Regions from separate parts of the Mus musculus genome. Here region 2 is linked to region 1. Evidence: chromatin contacts called from public HiChIP or PLAC-seq data. All regions are on one chromosome and are shown on one strand. The core of a region is the stretch at or near the end of the contact, and the rest is flanking DNA. Distances in the headings are between cores, read along the strand shown. Region 1 overlaps Gm7854 (predicted gene 7854). Region 2 overlaps Fbxl5 (F-box and leucine-rich repeat protein 5).

The links. HiChIP or PLAC-seq counts read pairs in DNA pulled down with a chosen protein or histone mark.
Region 2: a contact with region 1 is called in an H3K27ac HiChIP or PLAC-seq map of microglia, with 7 times the contacts expected there. The contact joins two enhancer-like sites. A contact is called at or near these places in 2 of 484 Hi-C or Micro-C datasets (CD8 T cells and regulatory T cells), 1 of 115 datasets of contacts at active chromatin or transcription factors (microglia) and 1 of 9 other capture datasets (adipose tissue).

Annotation. Positions count from the first base shown.
Region 1 is chr5:43,217,294-43,220,716 of GRCm38.p6, forward strand. The region is part of intron 1 of Gm7854 (predicted gene 7854); the gene reads right to left. Among named protein-coding and RNA genes, the nearest start is that of Gm46911, 8.1 kb to the left of the region's middle. Within about 2 kb of position 1,653, at least 51 of the 459 cell types and tissues checked have an H3K27ac peak or open chromatin away from gene starts, as enhancers often do. A contact at or near this core is called in microglia, where this site is marked.
Region 2 is chr5:43,769,064-43,772,486 of GRCm38.p6, forward strand. It overlaps Fbxl5 (F-box and leucine-rich repeat protein 5), which reads right to left. Exons shown (of 11, transcript NM_001159963.1): 3 at 1,674-1,769. Among named protein-coding and RNA genes, the nearest start is that of Fbxl5, 11 kb to the right of the region's middle. Within about 2 kb of position 1,613, at least 42 of the 459 cell types and tissues checked have an H3K27ac peak or open chromatin away from gene starts, as enhancers often do. A contact at or near this core is called in microglia, where this site is marked.

The DNA of each region.
Region 1 (3,423 bases), core at 403-2,902:
AGCCTAAGATTGCATGCTGATTTTTCCAGGATGCGGTATAAGAGAGTATGAGTTACATCAGGAAAGGTATATAGTATTTGTGAAAACCTCAGTCTCAGGTGCTGTATAACAGGTTGAAGGAAATTTTAAAATTATGATGAGCACAAAGAAATGAGATGCTATGTTGAATTGTTTTTCCTGGAGGTGGATCTTCAGGGATGAATCCCTCTCTTTTCTGGCACACCTTCCTCATCTCCAGCCTGCTTGAATGACCTTCCTCATACCTGAGTTCCATTCAAGCTGTTCTCCTTTCTGTCCCACCACACCCTCCTGTTTGCTCCCCCTCCCCCACCCCCGGAGGCTGGAATTAAGTCAGTCTTTTGTTTGTACCTACCTACTTATCTATCCCCTGACCTCTGCCCAGGGACCTCTGTTTTGTTTATTTACTTTTCTTTTCACCGTGCTGGGGTCAAAGTCACAGCTTGCACTTGCTAGTAGGCAAGAGCTCGGTTACCGAACTATATATTTCAGGAACTTTATTGTAAATATTTATTTCATCATCAGAGTCCTTTATGGAGTTGACTAATTTAACTTCATTGACTTGGGGGATCTGCTTGTCTCTGTGTCCTGGGGTTAAAGGCGTGGATCACCTTGCCTGAGCCAAAGCTTTTCAGGGCCACTGTACCTCAAGATCTGGATCAAAAGCACGGATCATCCCAGTAAAAGCACATGTCTTCCAGGCTCAAGATCTGGGTCGCGGGTGTGCCCTTCATTTCTGGATTGTAGTTCATTCCATATATAGTCAAGTTGACAACTGGGAATAGCCATCACACAACGCCTTACCAGTTTGGGGTTCTAGCACTAGGGAGTGAGGGTTGGAGCTCTGAGGACCCTTTGTGAGCTCTAAGTCCACTCCCCCATCCCCAATTGCCTCTGTGAAGTGAGGACTGCCACAGAATTAGTCACAGTGACTTGCAAAGTGGGCTAAGTGCCTTGAAGACAGAACAAAGGAAGTCAACCTTTTACATTACTACAAATTGTTAGCTCAGCTGGCAAAATTTGCTGACTTTCCTTTAATTTTCTTTACTCCTTCCTCTTTTACTCCAGCATTAGTAAAGTGCCTTAGTTCCAACAGCCCTATCTTACTTAGACGGGAAAGGACAAGGTATACTGGCCACACGGGGTATATAATTTCTCCTTCTACATGAACAAACAAAGCTAAACTTACAGAACAGGACCTTCCTCTTCCTTGAATCCTCTGCAGTATCAGCGGCTTCATGCTCTCTATCAGCAATGGAGAAACTTGGCAGACACGCCAACCTTGCATAATGTCTGAGAAATCTTCAAAACAGTCCTTCCTAAGATGCATACGTTTCAACCAATGCTAGATCTACTTACAGGATTTTTTTTTCTACACAAGAATTAGGTGAACACAAAGTGGGGGAGGGCTTATTATCAATCTCATTTTTGGTCCCTTTTAAAATCTTTCGTGAGGCTCTCCTATCAACGAAAAGCCTGTGAGTGGTTGTGGGTTAGATTAAATTTCTACAGAAGTGCAGAACCTGTCTTTCTCATTTCCATTTCCCTATTAAGATGCCACAGCTTATCCACTCCAGTAAATGAACTACAGAGGGTTTCAGGCTGAGGCCTGCGAGCTGCAGACTGACCCCTGGCATTGTGCCTAGAGAGGCATTCCAGGCTATGTCCCCAGCAAGAATGAATGAATAACCAGTTAATACACTATCTTCTGTTTACAGGTACAATTAAAAAGAAAAAAACAAAACCCAATCATTTTTTTTCCATGTAGGTTGGGCCTGAATTTTGAGTGTTCTTGATTATTAATAAAAGAGACCATGTTAGAATTCACAAGTGAGTTTGACAGGGCACTTAGAGTCTTACCAGCATAAAGCTAAGAACTGAGGAAATGTGTTTGCTGGGCCAAAGCTTTTCCATAGCTCTGCTCAGGAGCTTCTCCCCCAGCCCATGGCCCAAAGAAGATACAACAGAAGTGACAAGACTGAATTGTCACAGGGTCACTGAGCTGTAACTCCAAAGATGGTGGATTGGCCACATATAAACTGTGTGTCTTTTTTTTGTTGTTGTTGTTGTTTTTTTTGTTTTTTTTTTGTTTTTTTTTTTTTCGAGACAGGGTTTCTCTGTGTAGCCCTGGCTGTCCTGGAACTCACTCTGTAGACCAGGCTGAAACCATGTGTCTTTATGTGAGTTCACTTAATTCCAGCTGTCATTAACCAAACATGGTTATCAATGTTGCCTCTTGTTCCAGCTAATGAAGTCACTTGGAAGGCATCAATGTCTTTAAAAAAGTAATTCTAAGCTGCAGAGTACCAAGTGGAAGTCACTCTGACTCATCCATCGAATTAAACTTATTACATAGTTGCCTGGTAGTCTTTGGTATCCCATGACATACACTTATATTTAGGTTCAGTTGTGACCTTGAGCAGGTTCAGGATCCAGATAACAACAGCACCCACACTTTGAGCCATGATGAAGGACAGAGTGGAGATATACCTGTGTGGCACTGAGCATGAAGTCTAGAACCTCAGCAACCCTCCTTGAAATCTGGTGTGTGATCCAACAAGGACCACTGAGGATACTATATGAGAACCTTCTCTCTCTAACCTCTACGGCTTTCAACTAATCCCTCAGAAGTAGTCCTTTGCCTGTGTGGAACGTTCTGCTCTACTTCCCAGCCTGTGTGCATGCATTCAGAGTACCCCAGCCTCAGAAAACCTCCAGCAGCCTAACTTGCCTGCTCAACTATGTCTTTTTGATCTGACAGAACTTTCCCCAAAAGCCTCAGGCCCCTTTCTACCCTCATCCACATCTCTTAGATATCTATACAGAAAAGCTTAAGGTTTCTTTCCAAAGTCCACCTACACCTTGCCTTTCTCCCTAGTCTCACTCCAGTTGATACAGTTACTAACCCGGTCCTTATCTGTCACTATCTACCTACTCACTTTTCCTTGTCCTTCCCCAATGGGCTCAATGGCTGCTGGCTCTGAGTCATTTTCATTGGTTAATGAATCTCTCCAGAATCACTGTCTCTTACCTGTATTAACATTTTCTTAGGTAAAGCCATATGAATAAGTTTTTTTGGTTAGGTCAAAATGAACAAATAGCTGGCACACACCTTTAATCCCAGCACTCTGGAGGCAGAGGCTGAGTTTGACGACAGCCTGCTCTATCTACATAGTGAGTTTCAGGACAGTCAGTGCTAAGTAGAGAGACAGTCTCAAAAAAAATCAAAACAAAGCAAACCAAAATCAAAATAAATAGTAGTAATTTCAAATAATTTATCCTCAGTAAAATATATTCCTTCTACTTCACTAAAGATATTTTTGAAGTGTATTTCTTAAACACTGTGTGTGTGTTAGGAATTTTATCTATGGGATAAACACCATAATTAAAGTAACTTGGGGAGGA
Region 2 (3,423 bases), core at 363-2,862, 550 kb after region 1:
AAAACAGCCCTAACCTCCAATTTATAGGATTATAATCTTTAAATGAACAACCAAGGCTTTGTTGTCGCTTCCAGGTGCATGGATATGGCTTCCAGTTTGGTGTTTCTATGGGATCCCTGGGTGTGCAGTTGGAAGCTCTCTGATTCTTGTGCCTTCTCTTGGGTTCTTTTTCGTCTGTTTGTTTTGTTCAATTCTGAGCACTAGCTTTTCTGTTTTACCTTATTATAATTTTACTATTCCACAGAAGCCTGTTTGTTTTCTAATGAGAAGCAGAAAAGGAATTTGATCCAGGTAGAAGGAGAGGTAGAGAGAAGCCAGGAGGAGTAGAGAGAGGGGAAACCATAGCCAGGATATATTATATTAGAAAAAAAATTTTTTTTTCAAAAAGAAAAAAGACTGTTTGTTACCTTGGTTTCAGCACAGGCTACATACTACAATGTAAAGAATAATATCAACTACCAAAGAAGAACACCAAGGCAATGCTGCCTATCCCAAGTAGAGTTTTGAGGGTAGCCTACACTTCATTTTATTATCAAGGCATTATAAAATGAAAACATAATTGCAAATCACTACAATAAATGATTTACAACTAAAAAAAGAGGATTCATAGGCCAACAAGGTGGCTTGGTGGGTAAAAATATTTGCTCCCAAGAAAGATGACCTGAGTTGAATTCTCAGAACCCATAGTGGAAGGAGACAATTCCCAATTGCACAATGAATGTTTTGGCTTTGTTTTTCAAAGTAGAGCTGGAAAGATGGCTAGGCAGTTAAGGCTACTTGCTGCTACTGTGAAGGGCCTGAGTTTGGCTTTAGTGCCCATATGGTGACTCACAAGCATCTGGAACTTCACTCCAGGAAAACAGATATTGTCCATTGGCACAAAGTGCACATACAAACATGCAGAAAAACACACTCATACATGTAAAATGAAAATAGATCTTTAGAAGAGAAAAAAGGCAGATGTAGTCAGTCCTCATAGGATAGTTTCTCTTTATCTTACACTGGATACTTAATCATCCTTTATTACTCAAAGAAAACAAATTGTTTTGCAGTGTGTTAGTGATATGCTAATGCATGTATGTGAGGCACAACAGTGATAAACTTAGCCACTATTTAATTACTCAAGTCCACTAATGAAAAAACACTAAGAACTCTTTAAACCTGGCAAAAAGAAAATATTTAAAGATTTACAGAATCTTCTAAAAGTTCTGAAAAATTAGTGACAATTATGAAAATGTATCATAGTGCCATCACACATAAAAATATACTTATGGGGCTGGAGAGATGGCTCAGCAGTTGAGAGCACTGACTGCTCTTCCAGAGGTCCTGAGTTCAATTCCCAGCAACCACATGGTGGCTCACAACCATCTGTAATGGGATCCGATGCCCTCTTCCGGTGTGTCTGAAGACAGCGACAGTGTACTCACATATATATAATAAATATTTAAAAATATATATATACTTATTCTTAAGTAAATAAAATCATTCATTCAGTAAAAGAAGAATTAAAGCTATGCTTTTTATAATTCCACTGGATTTCATTCCTGTGCCCAAGAAGAAACAGCTGATTCTATCAACAGCACATTTCCTCCTTCTTTTGAGGAACTCAACTCAAAATAGTATCTTCTGTTAAATTACGAATATAAATCACAACAAAGAAAAACTCTACTTACCTCTTCTTCCTCTTTCATGTGAGGAAGAAAATCTCTTGTAAAAGCCTCCAATCTCTCTTTCAGCTGTTTTGCATAATTTAACTGTTCGTACTCATTCTAGAAACAAAGAGTAATACACATTTAGCAGGAAGTAGAGACACTTATCTTTAATGCCAGAACTCAGGAGGCAGGAACAAATGGTTCTCTAAATTTGAGGTCAGCCTAGCCTACATAGCAAGTTCCAGACCAGCCAGGGCTACATAGTAGGATTCTGCCTCAAATATATGTAAGTTTTGCTTCACTGTAATGTTGTATAAAGGTTTGCTTCATTATATACTGCTTGATCACAGGAAGTCCATTTAGTTTTCTTTTAGCATAAAGATGTCCTTGGAGCCAGGGTGCAGCTCAGAGCTAGAGCACTTGCTAACGTGTCTACACTCTACAGTCAGCCTTGGCACACCACCTCCCACACACAGCCCTGAAACAAGCTCTGAGCTCCCTACTAACTCCAATTCTGGTTTTTAAATTTTACTAAAATAGAGAAAAGATATTTTAAAATATATTACAAATATACTATAAAGTTTTCATAATACATTTTATGTTATCCTAACAGGCCATAAATATTAATATCAACATTTCTAAAGGCAAGAAATTCACACTTTAATCATTCTAATTCTGGACACCTCTCAAGAGCCAAACATTTCTTTCACATATGAATTAAAATCAAACCTCTCTCTAATTTCTCCATCTTTTCCAATGTAAAAATATAGGGAGCATTCAAAATAGTGAAATACTTAAAACTATGATACTGTGGTGACCTGAAGGAGAATGTCCCCAAAGGCTCTGGTATCTGAGGTTTGGACCTGCTTAGCAGCACTGCCGGGGAGACTTAGGAGATGTGGCCCCACTCAAAGAAGTATGTCACTTGGGACAGACTTCAAGAGATTAAAAATCCTCATCATTTCTTGTTCATTTCAAGCTCAGTCTACTTCCTGTTTCCTGTGTGTGGTTTAAGATTTGAGTACTTTGCTCTCAGCTCCAATCACTATACCTGCCGGTTAACACACACACACACACACACACACACACACACACGGAAGGAGGCATAAGCTCTAAATAAACCCTTCTAAGTTTTCTTGGTCATGGTGCTTTATTACAGCAATAAAAAGTAACTAAGACAAGTACTAATTTATCTCTGTCAGGACCTGATTTTTCTTTTAGATAATTTATTCAATTACTTTCCAATATTCAGTTCACTGTTGAACTCTGCTGAGACTTTGACATATCCCTTAAACCCATCCATACGTACGGCTTCCAATTCCACATATATGCTAGTAATTATCAAATCTGCTTTTCACACTACCTCACTCTTTCTGCTCTTCAAACCCACCAATGCCTCTCCTCCTATTAGTAATGCACACTTGTATTACTAAGTAGATCAGAATAAGTCTTAATGCCTGGCCCCCTTCCACATACAAAAGTCCAGTACAACTCTCTCTCACTTCTCTCTCTCTTTTCCTCTACCACTCTGTATAATCCTAGTATTCCACTGGTCTTAGGTCATACATAATTGTCAAGCATGTCCCTTCCCCTATATTTTCAACAATCACTACTTTGGTTCAGAAATTACTGACTACATAATACATGAGTATGATACAAAACATGGAGCTTACAAAGGAGTATTCAATACAAAAGGAAATCTCCTTTTTCTTACTACCCAGTATTCTTCCCTGTACTAATCAACCACATCTCCTCTGGATATCTATGTAGT